2 separate regions of the Mus musculus genome follow, and region 1 is linked to region 2. Evidence: chromatin contacts called from public promoter capture Hi-C data. All regions are on one chromosome and are shown on one strand. The core of a region is the stretch at or near the end of the contact, and the rest is flanking DNA. Distances in the headings are between cores, read along the strand shown.

Region 1 (5,740 bases), core at 507-3,006, 1.1 Mb after region 2:
TGGCGTTCCCCTGTACTGGGGCATATGATCTTCGCAAGACCAAGGGCCTCTCCTCCCATTGATGGCCGACAAGGCCATCTTCTGCTACATATGCAGCTAGAGACATAGCTCTGAGGGTACTGGTTAGTTCATATTGTTGTTCCACATATAGGGTTGCAGACCCCTTTAGCTCCTTGGGTACTTTCTCAAGCTCCTTCATTAGGGACCCTGTATTCCATCCAATAGATGACTATGAGCATCCACTTCTGTATCTGCCAGGCACTGGCATAGCCTGGCCCTTTTGTAAAAAACAAACAAGCAACAACAAACCCACTTTCTTCCTTAAATTGTTTCTGTCACATATTTTGTTGTATCAATTTAAAAAGTAACTAAGAGCTGGTGAGCCAGCTCCTTTAATCCCAGCATTCAGGAGGCAGAAGCAGACAGGCCTCTGTGAGTTCAAGGCCTGGCAGGGCTACTATGAAACCTTAGTGTTCTATTGCTGTGAAGAGACCACAGCAACTCTTATAAAAGTAAGCATTTAACTGGGGCTGGCTTACAGTTTTAGAGATCAGTGTCCATTATCATCCAGGCAGAAAGCACGGCAGGAATGGTACTGGAGAAGTAGCTGAGAGTTCTACATTTGAAGGTAGCAGGAAGAGAGAGACTCTGAACCTTGCATGGGCTTTTGAAACCCCAAAGCCCACCCCCAATGACACACTTCTTCCAACAAGGCCACACCTTCTAATCCCTCTCAAATAGTGCCACTCTCTGATGACCAAGCATTCAAATATATGAGACTATGGGAGCCATTCTTATTCAATAACTACCACACCTTATAACCAAAAATAAAATTAAGATAACTAACATATGTCCCATAATTGGCTCAGAGAAGTCAAGATTAGGAAAGCCAATTCATGGATTCATACTCGTTTAATCAAGGTACATTTTTTTCATTTTTCGTTTACTTATTCATCCGTGCCTTCATTTCATTTGTAAAGTTTATTTACATGTATGTGTGTGAGTATATAGCACAGCACAATGTGGGTACTTGTGATGTCCAGAAGAGGGTGTCAGATTCCCTTGGAGCGGGAGTTACAGACAGTTGGGAGCCACCTGATGTGAAGTAAACGTGAGTCCTCTGAGAGCGCAGAAAGTTAATAAACTATTAACTACTGAGCCACAGAAAGCACTTTATCCACTAAACCGTCTATCTTCCTAGACCCTAAACAACGTAATTTTTGAGTCGGTTTCCTAATGGGTAAAAGTAAATAATTGGGCTTTAGTGGGTGGGGGAGGATCATGTGACCCAGGCTGTCCTTGAATCCCCTTTCCCCCTGCCTCCAAAATGTTGATTATTGTCTTGAGTCACTACTCCCAGTATGATTTTTTTTTTTTCTGAGACTCAGGTTGCATAAGAGAGCCTGAAATTCCTAATACTTAGCCTGTAGAGGGCTAGAATTATAGCATACACCAACGCGCGGGGGCAAAGCGGTTATTCTTATTATAGTTTGCCGTTATTATCGCTACAATTCCAAATTGTGATAGTCTCCTCTGTTGGCGATTCCAAATCCACATTGTCCATTGCTCACCCTGCCTTTCCTCCCACGCAGGAATGTTCACTACGGTCACCCGGGTCATCGGACCAGCTTTGGCGCGGCGCCGACGTGGTTTGTCCTCCACGGCCGCCGTAGCCGCCGGCGACCGCATGGCGCCCCACCCGCTTCCGTAGGCGCGAGCTCCGCAGTGGGCCGGCCTTATGCTCCGCCCAGCGTGCGTCGCTGCGTGAGTCCGGCCCCCGCGAACTGCTGTACCGCCCGCGAGCTCACACCGGCTTCTCGTCAGCCTCAGCCAGTGCGCTGTGGTCGCCGTCATGCTCGCCGCTGCCCTCCGTCGCTGTACCGCAGCCGCGGCTGCCCGAGGCCTCCTGCACCCCGCCTCGGCTCCCAGCCCCGCCGCCGGTAAGGTCCGCGCCCGCCACAGCCCTCGCTCGCGTGTCCTTGCTGTGACCTGGGCTCCCGCCGCCACTCGAGGGCAGGCTCCCTGGCGGCCTAGCCTTTGCCCTGCGAGCCGGCATTGGAGCCCGGTGACCGCAGTGCGTCCGCGGCCGTCTGGAGTCGTGTAGGAGACTCCTCCGGGCCTCCCTCCCCGCCACTTCCTGATGCCGAACCCGCGGCCAGTCAGGTGTGTGGACTTGCCGGGGTCGCCGAGGACGAGCTCAGCACTTCCTTTCAGTCTCTGGGCCGTGACCGTTCCCTGCGCTGACCCCGCAGCCACCTGACCGGGAGTGGCCCCCGCCGGCCTGCGGCATCTTGGCGAAGGTGACATTGAGCCTCCGGGCGCGCCGCCCGCCTCTGCGTTTCCTAGAACACAATTTGATTCCCCAGTGGGACACAATACCCTTTTAGCCCTGATCAGGCAATTCTCTGCTGGCATTTTTGTGTCACCTTCATAACTGGGTACGGCCACGTTTGAGGACTGTTGAGCCACATTTTAGCCCTGCGTTTCAAATAGATAATTTAAAGTGTGGTTTCTTGCGGCTTGTAAGAGAGCCTGAACATTGACAAATATTAATGGAAAGAATGATAACGTTTACAAGATTGGGTACCAAATACTGAGGAATACTGGGTGTACAAACATGGGAAAGCTTCGTGGATTCCCCTCCACCCGTTTAAAATGAGAAGCTTCAGTGCTGACTTATGAAGTATTATGTTTGGTTGCTTGTTTCCCCTTCTGTGTGATCAGGAGATTTTGTGTCCCATCACTGTCCACCCCCATTGCTGAGGGGGAACCAAGGGCCCTGCATTGCTAGATAATTGCTCTGCCACTTGGTGTGTTCTCAGACCCTCTCCACTTAGCACGGTACATCTATCTTACTTTTGGTTTTGTTTGGTTGTGGTATGTGTCAGCTGTGTAGCCTGGCTGTCCTGGAACTCTTTGTAAACCAGGCCGGCATCGGCCTAAAATAAATAGGAGTATTTTATTTTAGAAACAGGGCCTCTATAGCCCAGACTAGACTAGAACTCAGAATGGTACTAAAAGGGCTATCGAGGAACTTATTGCATTCCTCTTGCCTCCTAAGTGCAGGGATTAACCTTGGGAGCCACCACACCCGGCACAGGCATTATACTTTAATCACAGTAGTTGTGTGCTTGGATCCTGGTCTGAGATACATTAGTGTTTTATGAGATTTAGTTCATGTGTGTAGATATAAAAATAACTTAGCCAGGTACGTTGGGACCAACACTCACAGGGAGGTTTAAAAAAGAAAAAGAAAAAGGTGGATCTCTTTGTGTTCCAGTCTAGCCATGGCCTCACACACAAAGAAGGGCCTCAGACACTCCAAAATTGTTTCCTTGATTACTGGAACCTAAAGAATTTTTTTTTGGCTTCATTTAGTTTGTCTTTTGTAAGGCATTGTATTAACAACAAGAGAGTCGACTGTAGGGAGTTTAGGATTTTTTGGTGGGAAGAGGTTAGATAGCATCTTAGATAGTCAAGGGTGGACTCAAAAGTAGCTGTGTAGTCATGATCGTCCTCCTGCATCCACCTCTGGAATGCCTAGGACCACGGGTGTGTGCCACCACACTCAGCTTTGGAATGCATTTAGGAAACCTGGGGAGTGCAAGGGCTCATAGGTTAAGAGTACTTGTCATTGCAAAGGACCCAGGTTCGATTCCCAGCACCCTTTTCTGACTTCCTTATGCACCCCACAAGAAGTACATACACATAATGCAGGCAAAAATACATAAAAAGTAAAATCAAAAAGAGAAACCAAGTAGATGCTCATATTTTACAGAAGAAACTGATGCCTACCTTGGGAAACTGACCTTTTTGTTAGTGATGGAGCTATTTTCTCTTTCTCAGTTAAATTTGAGTTATCCTGCTGCTTTTTTGTGTCTTATTTGCTAAGGCAACAAATGCTTTTTTTTCTTTTCCCATATAGATAAATATCTCGAGATTTTTTTATTTCTGACTTTTGAGTTGGGGTACTGTCTGGAATTGACTGTGTGATTAATGCTAGCCTCAAATTTGTAGTAGCCCTTCTGCCTCTGCCTCCTGAGTCCTGGGATTATAGGTGTAACACCATACACACTTAGCTGAGATTATACGTGTACACACACATGGTTTCTCTGTGTACCCCTGGCTGTCCTGGAACTCACTCTGTAGACCAAGCTGGCTTCAAACTCATAGAGATCTGCCTGCCTCTGCCTCCCAAGAACTGGGATTAAAGGCATGGACCACCACCCAACTAAAATATTTTTAAAGGAAATTTTCTGCTTTTTCTTTTATTTCTCTTTTTTGGGGGAGAAGGAGCATTGAACTTTGGGAGTTTCTTATGAAACAGGGAAATTTTCTTCCTTTTTTTTCTTTTAAGGAAGTTCTGAAAAGGACTACAGTTTATTGTTATTTAAGTTCTTGTCTAGATTTCTCTTCCAGGCTTTCTATTCACCCCCTGGTGTGCAATTCAGAAACAAAGGCTTTTAGGTGATTCTCCTTTATACCTAAATACTTCCACAAGGGGGCAGTATTGGTTGTAAATAGTGTCTCTTTAGCTGTGTGACCTTGTATACTAATTGATCTTAAGCCTTTCTAAAGTTAAAATAATGTTTTTGGTAGCTCTGAAGTTTACATTTGATACTGCAACTCTTGCCTGGCGCAAAGGCTTAATATGGTCATGCCTTGCTAAATAATAAAATGGAGACTGCTAGGTACCTCTTGCACATTAATCAATTTTGTCACTGGATGTCTTATAGGCTATTCCATACCTAGGCTTTGAAGTCGGGTTCACGTGTCCTATATTTGGTTCATGGTTGGCAGAAAATTTCTAAACATACTTGGTTTATTGTGATGCACTTCATTTTTAGGTTGAGACTTGTTACTGGTATGAGATCGTTTTTGTAATGGACAGTGAAAAAGGCAAGCAGGGTGTGGTGGCACATGTGCCCTCAGTCCCAGTGCTTAAAACGTGGGCAGATTTTTGAGTTCCAGTCTAGCCTGGACTAACAGCACAGCCAAGGGAGATGTGGGGAGCAGGAGGAAGGAGAGGAGGAGGAGGAGGAGGAGGAAGCTGGACATGGTGGCTTACAGCTAGGGTGGCTGAAGAAGCCAGGAAGAAGAGCAGGTTAGTGTGGTGTACAGAGTTGAAACCCTGTTCCAATAAAAGGAAGAGATGTGGCAGGGTGGTTGTGGTGGTTTTGGGGTGCATCCTCTGTTAGCAGTTTTTCAACCTTCCTAGTGCTGCAACCCTTTAACACAGTTCCTCATGTTGTGGTGACCCCCACATAACAGTTATTTCATTGCTACTTCATAGCTGTATTTTTGCTACTGTTATGAATTGTAATGTATATATCTGGTGTGCAAGATACCTGATATGGGACCAGTGGGGGTCCAGACCCATAGGTTGAGCTACTCTATAGCTCTCTTAAGCTAGGCTTGTAGGATTAGTTTCCCTAGCCAGTTTGCGCTGGGAATCCTCTGCCTTCTGGGAGCAGAATTATAGTTGGGACAGCATGTACACCTAGCATTTTATGTGGGCCTAGGTAGCCAAACTCTGCTGAGCCATCTTCCCAGTTCCTGATTTCTTTCCTTTCCTTTCCTTTCCTTTCCTTTCCTTTCCTTTCCTTTCCTTTCCTTTCCTTTCCTTTCCTTTCCTTTCTTTTCCTTTCCTTTCCTTTCCTTTTCTTTCATTCATGGGCAGGGTCTCATGAGCTCAGGCTAGCCCTTGAATCTCAGGATGCCCTTAAACTCCTAAGTTAAT
Region 2 (5,738 bases), core at 1,310-3,809:
GTAAGTTTTCTGCACTATTACTAAACAAAATGAATAAGCAATACCCTAACAACTCAATCAAGCTTATCTTTTCCTCTCACCAAAACACGCCTTACAACACTGGAAACTAGCCAAACATAAATGTCAGTCCCTAAAGAAAGGGTGGGAGAAAGGAGGACCACAAATCAAAAAGCTTTAAAGAAAATAATTTGCCATTTTCCCCCACATAACATAGTCATACTACTCTCTCCCAAATAGAGACACGATAAAATATTTTCTCTTCTTCCCCTCTGACAACTCTGGGGAGGGGATCTTTGTTTTTTCACATAGTTTGTGACCTGATCGTTGCCAAAACTCACTTGCAGTAGTATGAACTCTGCTTCCATTGTTAACTGTTAATCTCTGTGATAAGGCTATTAACTCCTAACTTGGAAGCCAAGAAAATGTACCTCACCTGCAATTATAGTTTACTGAAAAAGTCACCAAAGAAAGTGCCAGGCACTTTGGAAAGTAATTAGGGTAGTCAGTGAATTGAAAGATCTAAAATGCTCTGAGATTACAAAAGAAGCCATCATGAAGTGAGTATCCAAGATTGCTCATGGAAAGTTTTACCCTTGTGGATAATTCAAGTTTGGGCTTTCTGGGTTTTTTTTTTTTTTTCCTCTTTGCAGAGAGCAATATGTGTTCTCTTGACTACATACTTAATTTGCCAAGGTAGATAAAGGGAGGACAGTGTGGCTGAAAAAAAAAAAGAGAAAGAAAGAAAAGAAAGAGAAAGAAAGAAAAAGATCAAGTCAACAGATAGGCCACCAAACAGAATACTCAAAGCAATTCCGACTCAGGTGAAAAAGCAGTTCATGCACATCATCCAGTGGCTTAAAAATAGTCTTTTATGTAAGTCACCAAGTATTTAATTGAGAGTGTACTCTTACCACATTCAACAGAGGCAAAGAAAAATGTACTGGGTTTTCTATAGTAAGGCCAATAAAGATGAAATCATAGTTTTCCTCTAACTCATCTCTATCCTTCAACACCAGCCATCCAATAACTCCATTCCACAGCTCTGGTTCCTCAATTTGGGTCCTTAAAAACTGGACTGCAGACATGGGGCCTGGGGGAGGGGGACTGGAGGGCGGACTACTCTTTGATATTGCTCTCAGCAGTCCTTAATGAAGTCCAAGAACAAAATCAAGCTCTCCAACAAATGGAGCATAAGATGGGGGATAACGAGAAGGGGACCCAATTCAGATGGGTAGTCCTCTTCGAAGGAGGAAAGGAAATTGGCAAGAACCCATAAGCCAAAGGGCAAAGAAAAACAAATGTCTAACCCAGCCTCTCAAAATCCCAAACCCCTAAGCAACCTAGGAAGCCTGCGCACATTAGGGGCTCCCTGGCCAGAGCGTAAAGTGAGCAGGCACAGAGCCACCGGTTCCGTCCTGACTGCTGAGGCAAGGCTGAGCCTGATCCTCCAAAGTCTGGGAGTGAGGCGACCATACAGACTAGGCAGAAGCCCTTCTTGCCCCAGCCTCCACATCTCCAGCTCCTCTAAGGCTTCACTTTCCCCTGGAGCCTCGCAGCCCAGCCCCGGGAAGTCCCTAGCCGCCAGGTTCCAACTTTCCCTCCTCTGGGGGGCGCCGCGCTCCCGGGACCATCGCAGCCAGGGTAACGAGGCCTGGGCCGGTGGGGGGCATGAGAGGGCTCGCGGCGCCCGCGGGGCGCGTGGGTGGCCGGGGCACTGCAGCCCGCGCCCCGCAGGACGCACGGGCTGCCGAGCCCCTGCGGCGCCACCCAGTCCCGATCCCCCCTAGGTCCGCGTCCTCACCTCTCGGCGACCCTGGCCCCATAAGCCAGCGCGTGTGGGAAAGGGACCGGAGGGTACGTGGGCAACCCTGCCCCCGTTACCTGAGGGGAGCACAAGCCGTTGCGATATTCAGCATTGCCTCCTGTCCCGTCCCCTTTCTGGTGATCGCGGCCGCCTCCACCGAGCAACTGACACAACTAACTAACTACTCGCGGCCGCGGAGTCCACAGCGCGCTCCCGGCCGCTCTCCGTCCGCCCAGCCCACCAGTCCGCTCGCTCCTCCCAACCCTGCACGCCGCCCCGCCGCGCGCACCCTTGCCGCTTCACTTCTTCAGACCGCGCGCGCTCGCCCGCGCGTGCCCGCACCAAACCTCGGCGGTCTCCGAGCTCTACTCTCAGCCCCATGGGAGGAGTTGACAAGAGGCCACGCCTCCCTGAGTGCCAATATCCGGAGAACACGAGCTAGAGAAAGTCTGATTGGCTGAGGGGTGGAGCCAAAGCCAGGGGGCGGGGCGGCAGGGACCTTGAGTCCATGTGACGGGGAATTTGGGTTCAATTAAACGCCAGTGGAAAGAAACAGCGCAGATTTGGATTTTTTTCGGGGCCGAATCACCTTAAGTCAGCCATTCGTCTAGTACAGAATAACTATCCTCTAAGAGTCCAGTATACAGTAATTAAAATTTAAGTCCCACTATTTTTTGAGAGCCTTAGCAATGAAAATGAAAACTACATTTCCCAAGAACCTTCGCGAAAGTGTGTCTCACCTTGCGTGGTCACGTAGTCCTTCGCCGCATTGGGCAAAATAATCCCTTCATTTCTCTGAAAGTATCGGGTATAACATTTCACGTCTCTCCTCAACGGAACAATTCTCAGTATTACCACGTTAAAAGAAGTTACCTATCTGGAGGTGACTAAGTGATTAGGTAAAGAGTAAGAAAAGACACCAAAATAAAGTACTGCGGAGGAATTTCTGTCAAGCTGTGAGACGACGGAGTGAAGAGTGAAGGCGATTGCGAGGGGCTGAGGGAATTGTCCTCTGTGCAAGGGACTTTCATTAGTCCCCAGGCCCCTGCCTGCTCCTGCCGTCAGCAGGTTAGTAAGCAAGACGAGCATGGGGGTGGCAACAGTCGAGATGTCCTTCCCCCTTTGAAGATCATCCTTCTTTTGCTGCTGCTGTTATTGGTTTGTCTTGGTTTAAGGCCCACTGAATGGGGGCGCCTCACTTCCGGTTGGGGGAAGGGAGACATGCTGTCATAGGGGAGGGGGAACTGTAACTCACTTCCTGTGGGGGTAGGATGATGTTTGGGGGGTGTCCAAGCCACTTCCCGTGTTGATGAGAGCCAGAAAAGGTGTTGGTTTGTGCCATTCTCAGAGAGAGTTCCTACAGCCTTGGGGTTGTATTTTCACGTCACAAGTTCGGTTATTTCCCCAAATTATGATAATCACCAGGCCACGATCAGAATTTATGTATTTTGTTTCTGTGTGTAAATTGGAAAATCTCTCCCCAGCAAGATTGTCTTAATGCTGTCTCCAAAGAATTTTAAACACCTTGTTAAAATTCTCTGCAAGATTACATACTTTGTTATGTGACTTGTGAATTGCCCACCCTTGCACCCAAGTCAAGCTTGTCCTTAACTGAGTGAAGTAGTGTAGGCTCTACCTAGACACGGAACAGGAGCTCCTTAGCCGCTCTTTTAAGGAGGTAGTTTATAAGTTAGAGTACCGAATAGTTCACACAAATTACAGGGCATTTTCATGTTTGCAGAGGGAGAGAGTGTCATGCTGCAGTACTCCGATTTGATGTTACCGTAATAAAGGGCACTAATGTGTTACATACTTAGAACTGTTCCTTTAGGACTTAAGGATTCACCTCATGCTGGAGAAGACATCATCCACTTTAGTGTTGTTTTCATGTAGCTTTCTTGGGATGTTTATGAAAGATGCATTTTATGGTGTCTCCCCGTTTGTAATTTGAGTTTGTTACTGATTGAAAAATGAGGTCTATTTATGGTTTTAAAACCTGGCCAAAGGATGGCAAGTTCAGTGACGTACTGAGTGAGAGGAAAATGTCTCGGGAAGAACTAAAGATGAGGCAGACAGAACTTTCTGGTTTTCTATATTCTGCTTAAAACACACACACACAAACAAATAAGAAACTATATCTGAAGTAATAAGCAACTATTTTGATTCCTTGCAACACAGTATACAAGTGTATGTTTGTTGGCAGAATCAGTGTATTTGGAATGGTTTTTTAAAAACTTTGGCTATCAGGTGAACCTAAAATTGCATTGTCTTCCAATATTAAGGTGCATGTATTTCTAATTTCATAGTTTGCACTTACAATAGAAAATATTTTAAACTAAATGTGAAAATAAAAATACTTTAACCTTAACATGAACATTAAAAAAATATTCTTGGTCATTCTAGAAACACCAGGACTGGCACACATATGTGCTCACAGAGACTGTAGCAGCAGGCACAGAGCTGCACAGGTCTACACCACATGGAGTCCTAGAGCAGAAAAGAGAGGTAGACACATGTGCCCATCCCTAACCCAGAAGCTATCTCCAATTTATAGCCATTTACAAATGAAAAATTACTTTTCTCCAAAGTAGTCTCACTGAAGAAACGCTCTTAAGGGTAGGCCCCATGGCCATCACAATATGAACTCAGCAAATCTTTGGAGGTTCCATGTATTTTTTTCTTTAACCTTATGTTTTTTGTGTAAATGTTATGGCTTCCAATTTGGGTTTAGGGTGTGTCTCTGCATCTATGAGTTTTGTGTGCTTTTTCTTTGGCTCTTTTTCTTGTTTGTTTTGCCCTATTCTGATAGTGTGTTTTATTGTATTTTTTCCTTGGATGCCTGTTTGTTTTCTAATAGAGACAGAAAGGGGGTGAGTTCAGATGGGAAGCGTCAGGAGTGGGGAAGCTAATCAAAATATGTTGTATGAACAAAATCTATTTTCAATTAACAGGAAAGAATTATTTTTAGGCTGGAAGTATAGCTAAGTGGTAGAGCACTTGTCTACTGTATGTAATATGAGCCTCTGGATTTGGGGTTTGATCACCAGTACTAACAGGAAAAAAAACAAAAACAAAAACAACCCAACCTGTCTAATTTTGGTGGTGCACGCCCTTAATCCCAGCACTCAGGAGGCAGAAGCAGGCGAATCTCAGTGAGGTCCAGGCAACCTAGTTTACATAGCGAGTTCCAGGCCAGCCAGAGGAACACAATGAGACCTTATCTCAAAAATAAATGACATATCAGTCTGGTCGGCTTGGAATGGCGCTGAGTGCTAGAGCACCACCTGCCTCCTATGTAGGGGCTTCCATTTCAGCCCCAACACCACCACCATCACCAAAAATAACATTTCTGAGGTGCTAAAATCAGTATTTGAAAGGCTACAAAATTGCTGCAGTAGTTAATTTTAAAAAGACAAGAAAAATATTGTCTATGGTTATTCATAGAGGTTAGGGACATGTACACTGCACCCAGTGGCTGTGAACTGACAAGGAAGTGAGTGTGCAGTATCTTCTCCATGAATGCACAAGGCTAGATAGAGTCACCCTGAACAGTTAACGCTAGTGTTAGGAATTGGAACAGGGAGGGACTAATCGAGAAAGTGAGAAAATAACGTCTTAATGTTGGTTGCGATTCAGTAGTACTGCCTTCTGGGAACAGTTTTGGAAAGCAAAGGAGTTTATGAAATTGATCCTGAAGATATTCTGTGGGAGGCATGCAAGGTAATAGAAATAAGACAAATTGCTGTGGCAAGGTATGTGCAGCTTGAAGAACTGTCTGTGGAGAAGAAAGCAATATAGAAAGTACCTATCAGGAAGATGCTTTGTGCTAAGTGACGGTTATTCATTGGTCCCATCAAAGAAGAATTATTAGGTACGCTGCTGAAAAATAGAGAAAGGAAGCCTACGTGGCCTATTCCTCCTCCTCTTTAAAGAA

The links. Promoter capture Hi-C pulls out the DNA fragments that hold promoters and counts their contacts.
Region 1: a contact with region 2 is called in a promoter capture Hi-C map of erythroid cells, with 24 times the contacts expected there. The contact joins the promoter of Cox5a here to the promoter of Hmg20a in region 2. A contact is called at or near these places in 1 of 39 promoter capture datasets (erythroid cells) and 1 of 115 datasets of contacts at active chromatin or transcription factors (pancreatic cancer cells).

What each region holds. Positions count from the first base shown.
Region 1 is chr9:57,519,476-57,525,215 of GRCm38.p6, forward strand. It overlaps Cox5a (cytochrome c oxidase subunit 5A), which reads left to right and starts at 1,757. Exons shown (of 5, transcript NM_007747.2): 1 at 1,757-1,940. The coding sequence starts at 1,853.
Region 2 is chr9:56,416,060-56,421,797 of GRCm38.p6, forward strand. It overlaps Hmg20a (high mobility group 20A), which reads left to right and starts at 2,560. Exons shown (of 10, transcript NM_025812.3): 1 at 2,560-2,872. Peak1 (pseudopodium-enriched atypical kinase 1) reads right to left here and starts at 1,991. Exons shown (of 7, transcript NM_172924.3): 1 at 1,882-1,991.